2 separate regions of the Mus musculus genome follow, and region 1 is linked to region 2. Evidence: chromatin contacts called from public promoter capture Hi-C data. All regions are on one chromosome and are shown on one strand. Each heading gives the region's core, a stretch centred on a gene start, on an enhancer-like site or on the middle of the called end of the contact. The rest is flanking DNA. Distances are from core to core; before and after follow the strand shown. Region 1 holds the start of Hsd17b12 (hydroxysteroid (17-beta) dehydrogenase 12). Region 2 holds the start of Prdm11 (PR domain containing 11).

Region 1 (3,639 bases), core at 988-3,487, 1.1 Mb before region 2:
GAAATCTGTCATGGTATATTTTGTTTGCAGAGTGAACAAGCCTTGTTGTAGAACTGGTTATGAGAATTTAATAGAAAAGAAGGGCAACCCCCAGGTTTTGCATCTCGAAGAAATCATGAGTAGTGAGTGGTTCAGCTAAGGAGATGGGGAAGAAAAAGTAAAGATGTGTCTTAGTGACTGTTCTATTGCCATGAAGAGACAACGTGTTCAAAGCAACTTATAAATGAAAGCATTTAATCAGAGACTTACTTACAGTTTCAGAGGGCAAGTCCATGAACAACATGGCAGGGAACATGGCAGCAGGCAGGCATGAATGACTCTGGAGAAGCAGCAGAGAGCTCACATCTAGTCCACAAGCAAGAGGAAGAGAGAGAGAGCATGCTAAGTTGGAATGGCATGAACTTTTGAAACCTCAAAGCCCACCCCCAATGACACACCTCCTCCAACAAGGGCACACCTCCTAATCCTTCCCTAACTGTTCTATCAACTGCTGACCAAGTCTTCAAACATAGGAGCCTGTGAGTGGCATTGCTGTTCCAGCCACCAGAAGAGGCATATGAGGGCAGGTGTGGAGTTTTATTTTTAAATTTATTAAGCTTGAGTGGAGAATGTAGCTCAGTTGATACACTACTTGACTAGCATGTGTAAAGCTCTGGGTTCAATCCCCAGCACTGAAGTAAGAAAAAAAAATGGTGTCACATACCTGGAATCTCAAACCTTGGGAGGTAGAGGCAGCTTAGGATATTTGACATCCTGTCTCAAAACAAAAACAAACAATAAATGTATTGAGCTTGAGTGGAGATATTGAATGAGCCCCTGGACCTCTAAGTAGAGCCTGAACAGCGACTCCATTTGTTTACTTTATGTCTGTCTCCCTGTCCGCTGAAGTACTTCCATGCTCTTCCAGAGATCAGATTTTTGTGTCCCCTTAAAGCTTCCCTTCAGGGCAGGGGAGATTGCTTGGTGGGTAAAGTATTTGCTGCTCAAGCATAAGGCCTGTTTTCAGAGTCAGGGCCACAGCTTGTGCATCAACAAGTGAGTTTCGGTCACCTGTCCTTCCTAAGTCAGCTAAAACAGTCAAATTAATAGTGCAGAACAGCAGGAAAAGAAAAGAATAAAAAAAGATTTGGGAAAAGTTATAAAGAGACCCAGTACCTTCCACCAAAGCCATGTTTTAGGTTCTGATGTGCAGTTATGGTTTAAGAATGGGCCAGAGTAACATAAATCTAAGCAAGTCAAAGTGTGGTCCAGCCAGCTCACCACTGGCCCCTCATTGCCTCCCCTGTAAGGTGTTCTGGAAGTGTTTGCCCACGTTTTAGGTTTTCTTTTATCCCAGCATGAAGTCCCTTGATGGGGGTGAATCGGTTCCTGTTTTGATTTTATTGTTTTGATTGTCTTACAGTAAAAAGTATAGGACACAAATATCTCTTTAATATCCTCCCACAAAACAAAAATAAAATGATTTTGGTTTTTACTGGACCAGGTCCAATAAAAAAATTTGAGTTTCCCAGAATTGCTCCATAAGCTCTGTTCTTGTAGGATACTTTTCATTCATCTTACAACTGTTAACGCTACTACACAGTAGAGTTTTCTGGAATTCCGAATTATTGGGAACAAGTATAAAGTTCATTGTGGGAGCTAAGGCAGTCATTCAAAAAAATGGAGCGAAAGCGTGCTCTGCAGACAAAGGGGAACCGTAAACCTTCATCTGAAAAGTCTGAGGAATTAACAATCCGAAAGCGGTTATTACTAAGACGTAATCACAAGCACTACTCCAGCTCCTCCCGGACTTCTACTATATTCTTCCCTTTCCGGTTCCATTCCTTCCTGAAATGTGAGCTAAACCCAGTTAGGTATCACTGGCCAATCAGCGCGCAGCCTTCCGCAGTCGTAAGGGCCGCCTCTGCCAATGAGAGATCCCTGCGCTTCGGTGGTGCGAGGTAAAGCTTGTGGGCGGAGCCAAACGTTGAGCGGCTTGTGAGCGAGCCACTGTCTTAATACGGAAATGCGGCTCTGAGCGCGCCGAAGGGGATTGTGGGCGGGGCTACGAAACGAAGGCTAACCAATAGGAGACATAGTACGCTTACAGGAAAGAGAAGTCACCAATAGACACATGGATATGACTATGTAGGCGGGTCTTAGACCTAAAGCGTTCAAAAAATCACGTCTATTCGCTGCGTCTTCGCCGTCACGGCGGCACCGCCTCCTCGTCCCATTCATTCTTTTTTTTTTTTTCCTTCCCCATTCACCGTAGTAGTGAGGCCTAGTCACGAGCCATGGAGTGCGCTCCCCCGGCGGCCGGCTTCCTGTACTGGGTGGGCGCGAGCACCATTGCCTACCTGGCCCTGCGAGCCTCGTACTCGCTCTTCAGGGCCTTCCAGGTGTGGTGCGTGGGCAACGAGGCCTTGGTCGGTCCGCGACTCGGAGAATGGGCAGGTGAGTGGAACCACAAGCCGCGACCACGCTGTGGCCCTTGTTCCCCTGTCGCTCGCGCTCAGCGAGCCCGCTCTGGAGCGCGGAAACTTCTCCAGACCCTGAGCGCACTGGCGGGGTGGGTGATCTGACCTGCTGCTGCCTGGTGGGCACGGAGGAGACCTTTCTTAACTCCCCGGACTTGTCCTGTTGGAGCCCTCCTGGGCAGGCGGCCGGAGTCAGGCGCATTGTCCGCTGTGTCCCTTGCAGTGTTTATTTATTTTTTAAAATAAAGTTTTTCACTTGGCTTGAAAACTGGCCCTGTGCTATGGATGAGAGCATAGGTGAAGATAGGAAGAAGGGTTGCAGGGACAACGATTTCAGAAGTTAGGATCTTGGGAAACTTGATTCTCCAGTTACTTGAATTGGGTTTGTTTCATGTAATTTAACAAGTCCTTTTGGGGAGGGGGGAGGTGGAGGCGGTGTCGGAGGAAATCTTGGTAAATTATTCTGGAGTTTCAATGACTAAGAAGCGCTGTTCTGGGAAAACAAAGTCTTCCTATCGTATTCAGTACTTTTTGCAAGAGTTTGCGGAAAATGTCTTTACAAAAAGTGACCAAAACACGCGAACCTTCTTCTTTTCAGTTGACAGATTTTAAAAATGAGAACGAAGGTCGTATCAGAGAAGTTGAGAAAATCCTAGTTCAGCCCTCTCACCTTTGTTTCTATTTTTTGAGAGAAGGGCTTTAAAACAAACACCCATGTAATCATGATGTATGTGTGGCTCTCTGGTGTTTTGTAACTCACTGTTCACGACTCAAACATTTTATAGAATATTGGGGTGCGGTTGCCTACGGACTAAACACAGGACAGAAATCATGTTACTTTTCAGGTTTGTTCTGTTCATTAAAGAACATTTAAACGACTTAGAAAAGACATGACAGTTAATCTTTTGGGACAACACCCTAATAATAGGAGAAAATATTTCAAGTAGAAATGAGTTTGTGAGCCCCTTTCCTTGATGTGGGGCAAACAGTGATTTTATACAACTTTCCAAAATCACTTTTCATAGTCCCTGGGGGAAAAAGTGCTCGCTGTGATTAAGATTCAGATGATATAATTTCACAATTGACTTGGTCAGTTTCTTTGTTGTCAGCTTGGAAAAAGTTGTTTGTTGGCTTATTTTTATTTTTTTTTAAGTCAATGCAACAGTAATCCCATAGGAAA
Region 2 (3,585 bases), core at 903-3,402:
GAACCTGGCTTCCTCTCACAACACACTGGTAAACTCTGTGTGTGCAGTATTTGTGGAAGAAAGCAGCAGAAATCCATAGTTGCTTTGTGGGAAAGGGCAGCTAACTGGAAGTGGCAGAGAAGACATTGTCTGATGGAGGGAGGCAGGCTGGCTTGGGTCTCCCCGTGCCCCCAACTAGCTGTGTGATTTGTGGCATGTTGAACATCTCTGAGCATGTTGCCTCTTGGTAAAAAAGCCATACTTGCTTTGGAAGACTGGAAGGGAAACGGGTTAGTGGCAAAGCATGGGATGTGTGTGCGTGGATGCCATGCACCTACTGACTTTAGCTCCCATCCTGAGGTCCTCAGGGAATTCCAGGGAGCACCCTCTCACCCACATTTCTGGGATTCCGGCCCAACTTAGTGAGAGGCAAGCTTGAGACACACACTGACCTTGCCTTGGCCACATGTCTCTAGGGGGGTCCCACGAGCCCTGCCAAATGGTTCAGACCGGAGGAAACTAGTCTCCAAGGTCTGCTCATCCTCCGGGCCATTGGCCATACCCTTCTTTTCCTGTGCCTCTTTGTGGTCTGTCTCAGTTTCTTCGTCCCACCCACTCTCTGCAGCAGGCACTAGTCACTGCAGGCCCTGTGCCAACCCCTGGGCACTTGGGTCTTCACTGTTTGCCTTCCTGGCATGTGGTCCTGTGGATTCCTGGCCCACCCCTGATGTTGTTTCATGTATGGTCTCTTCCCCTCATAAGGGACAAGTGGCTAATTCCTCAGCCTCTCTTCCTGAGCCTGCCCTCTCCCAGGTGTTAGTTAGAACTTGAGGTAGTCCTACAGACTTCTGACTGGGCTGGAGCCACAATGGGATACACAGATCCAGGTCTTCATCCATATCCCACACACGACCCGGTGCTTCAGAAAGCTACACTGTGGACACACAGCAAGCACCTAGCCATTTCCATAGCATTACAGCTGCTTCTGGGCTCTTTACATACACCCTCAGGGCTCACCCTAGAGCTGGCAGCTGGACCTTTACAGCTTTGCAAGAAGAGGAAACAGGGTCATAGCTACAGACACTCAAGGTCATACTGCAAGTGACAGACAAGGGAGCCGAAGAAGCGTTTATGTTACCAAGGTCAAGAGAAATAAGAGAAGTTGCCTCCTGTCCCAGCCCCCATCAGGTCTCCTAAGCAAAGCATCCTCAGGAGTACTTGACCTTGGAAAGCCCTCTGGGATCGCCCTGGTGGAAGCTCCTTTCCCTGGGTAATCGGCTCCCCTGAGGTGACACCTTCTTGGGACTATCTGGACCTTCCTGGACTACCTGGCACTGGGCAGGCCTTCCAAGATCTCTTACTCAGGTAGAATCCTTTTTGGCAACTTCCAGCCTAAGGTGAGGCCCTCCTTCGGCCAGGGAACCCACCCTGCAGCAGCCTCCCCTTGGGGTCATTACAAAGAAGGGCTTGGGGTAGGGTTGTTCTGGTTCCCTCTGACCACTCACACTTCCTTTAAACACCCCAGCCTTACTACATCCCTTCACTATCTTTCTTGCTGGGTGCCATTTTGCAGATGGATACAATGAGGCACTAGGCAAGTTAAGTTAGGACACAGTCCCGTTCCAGCTTTGTATTCAGATTTGGTACTGTACTTTGATCTGAACAGCAAGTGACACTCACCCTTTAGTCCCCACGTAAATAGTTAATTTTTCTCACAGGCCCCAGGGCCCTTTTCCCTTGGTGTTCTATGGGACGCATGTTACCCAACTTCAGTTGATACTTCCAAACGGCTGAGCAACCAAAGGGTTAAAGGGGCCCGGAAGAGGACCCTGTAAGGGTTAAAATTATAAACGCATTTATCGCCCTCTGACTATTTATTGGGTTGTAGACCGACAACGTCGAAGCCGGGCAGAGCCAGGAGGCACCCTCGGATGGGCTTGCGCAAACGCCACAACTTTCTAGCACGACCCCCAGAAAGTATCCCAGGCACAAAGTTGGCGCAGCCCGCTCCTCCTCCGCAGCGTCGCCCTCCCCGTGGGGCGCGCGGCGGGGACGCGCGAGCTCCCGCGCGGGGCCGGCTCGGGGGACGCGGGGCTCAGCGAGGCTCGGCTCCGGCCCCCTGAATTGGGGGGTCCGCGTCTGCCCCAAACGCCGCTTTCTTCCGTTTTCCATGTCATTTCCTGTACTAATAAGATGGTGGTCAAAGCAGGGGAGGAGAGCAGCAGCGAGTCGCCGCCGCGCTGCCGCTGGCGCTGAAACTTTGCCCGGCCGGGGACCCCGCGCGCGGCCGCCCCGTCCCGCCGCGTCCCGCCGCCCCGGCCCCGGCCCGGCTCGCCGCCCCGCGTGGGAGCCCGCGAAGGTGAGTGGGCCCGGTGGCCACCGTGGCCATGAACGTGAACATGGCTTCGGAAGACGCTGGGCGGCTCGCCAACCGGCGCGGGGGCCGCGGCGAAGAGCGCGCGGGGACACTGGGGAGCGGGGGCGCAGGCAGGCGACGGGGCACGGACCGGAGCACCGGAAGCGGGGCGGGTCTCAAGGTGGCCCGGGCCCGCAGGTCGTCGCCACCGCCCGACGCGGGCCTCGGGCGGCCCAGCCTCCGCCTCCTTCCTCCGCGCACTCGCCCGCCTTGTTCCACTGTAGCCTTTTCCTCGGCTCCGCCGCGCGCTGACGGACGCGGCCGCCGGCCAATGGGAGCGGCTGTTCGGGCCCGGCGTTCGCAAAGAGAGCGCGTAGACAGGGGGCAGGGCGGGGCGAGGGCGGGATGCAGCCGCTGGCCTAGTTGCAGGGACCCGGTCGCCGGTGCTTCGGGGCCGGGCTGGGGGGCTTAGGGACCGCATGCCTCTCTGTGACCTGCCGCGGGCCTGGGGCGGCAGAGGGAGGGCGTGCCTTTTATCTATTTTAAGTCTTGGTTGCAGCACGGACTCTTCGGGAATTCGCCCCTGAGTGTCGTCTCCACCCCCCACCTCCTCATTCCCGGTCCCCAAGGTACTATGTGATGCAGAAACTGCAGAAACTTGGTGGCCAATGACCTTCCTCTGTCAAGGCCAGCGTGCCCTAGGCAAGTCGCTGCAGGGACTACTGAGCAGCCTTGGGCTAATAAGGCAAAAAGTTGCTAGTGTCTTGAGCCCATCTGAGTTGGAGCTCAGACCCTTAGAATCAGTTGATGACCTAGAGAAGGAAAGTCTGTCTTTTGTTTTTTTTGACCATGGCTTCGTGTGGAGGACAGCCGTGGTCTGTGATTAAGAGTGATCAGAAAGAAGCACGCCCAGTCCTTTGTGCGTGGGGACTGCGAGCAGTGAAGGGAGCCTTCTTTTCATCTTGAGAACCCTATAAACTTTGGGAGTTTTGTCTATCTGAAGCAGAATAGTTTTCCATGAAGTGTGATTCCCGTGGCACCCCTGTCCCCCGAAGAGGAAGGCAGGGACTTTCCTAGGTCTTGGTTGATGGTGTAGGGTGTATGGGTCAGAAGTCCCATATCCCCCTCATCCCTGGGGAGCGGAGTATGGTCTCTGCTGGGAACCTTCTGGGCATATGGCCCAGACCCCCTGGTTTATTTAGTTTCTTGGAAAGGACATCTTCAGGATCCTTCCCACGGGGCTTTGGATT

Evidence for each region. Promoter capture Hi-C pulls out the DNA fragments that hold promoters and counts their contacts.
Region 1: a promoter capture Hi-C map of pre-B cells shows a contact between it and region 2. The contact joins the promoter of Hsd17b12 here to the promoter of Prdm11 in region 2.

What each region holds. Positions count from the first base shown.
Region 1 is chr2:94,156,507-94,160,145 of GRCm38.p6, reverse strand. Hsd17b12 (hydroxysteroid (17-beta) dehydrogenase 12) reads left to right here and starts at 2,237. Exons shown (of 11, transcript NM_019657.4): 1 at 2,237-2,436. The coding sequence starts at 2,277. Gm39885 (a long non-coding RNA gene) reads right to left here and starts at 1,982. Exons shown (of 3, transcript XR_866573.3): 1 at 704-1,982; 2 at 254-345.
Region 2 is chr2:93,044,732-93,048,316 of GRCm38.p6, reverse strand. It overlaps Prdm11 (PR domain containing 11), which reads left to right and starts at 2,152. Exons shown (of 8, transcript NM_001368848.1): 1 at 2,152-2,338.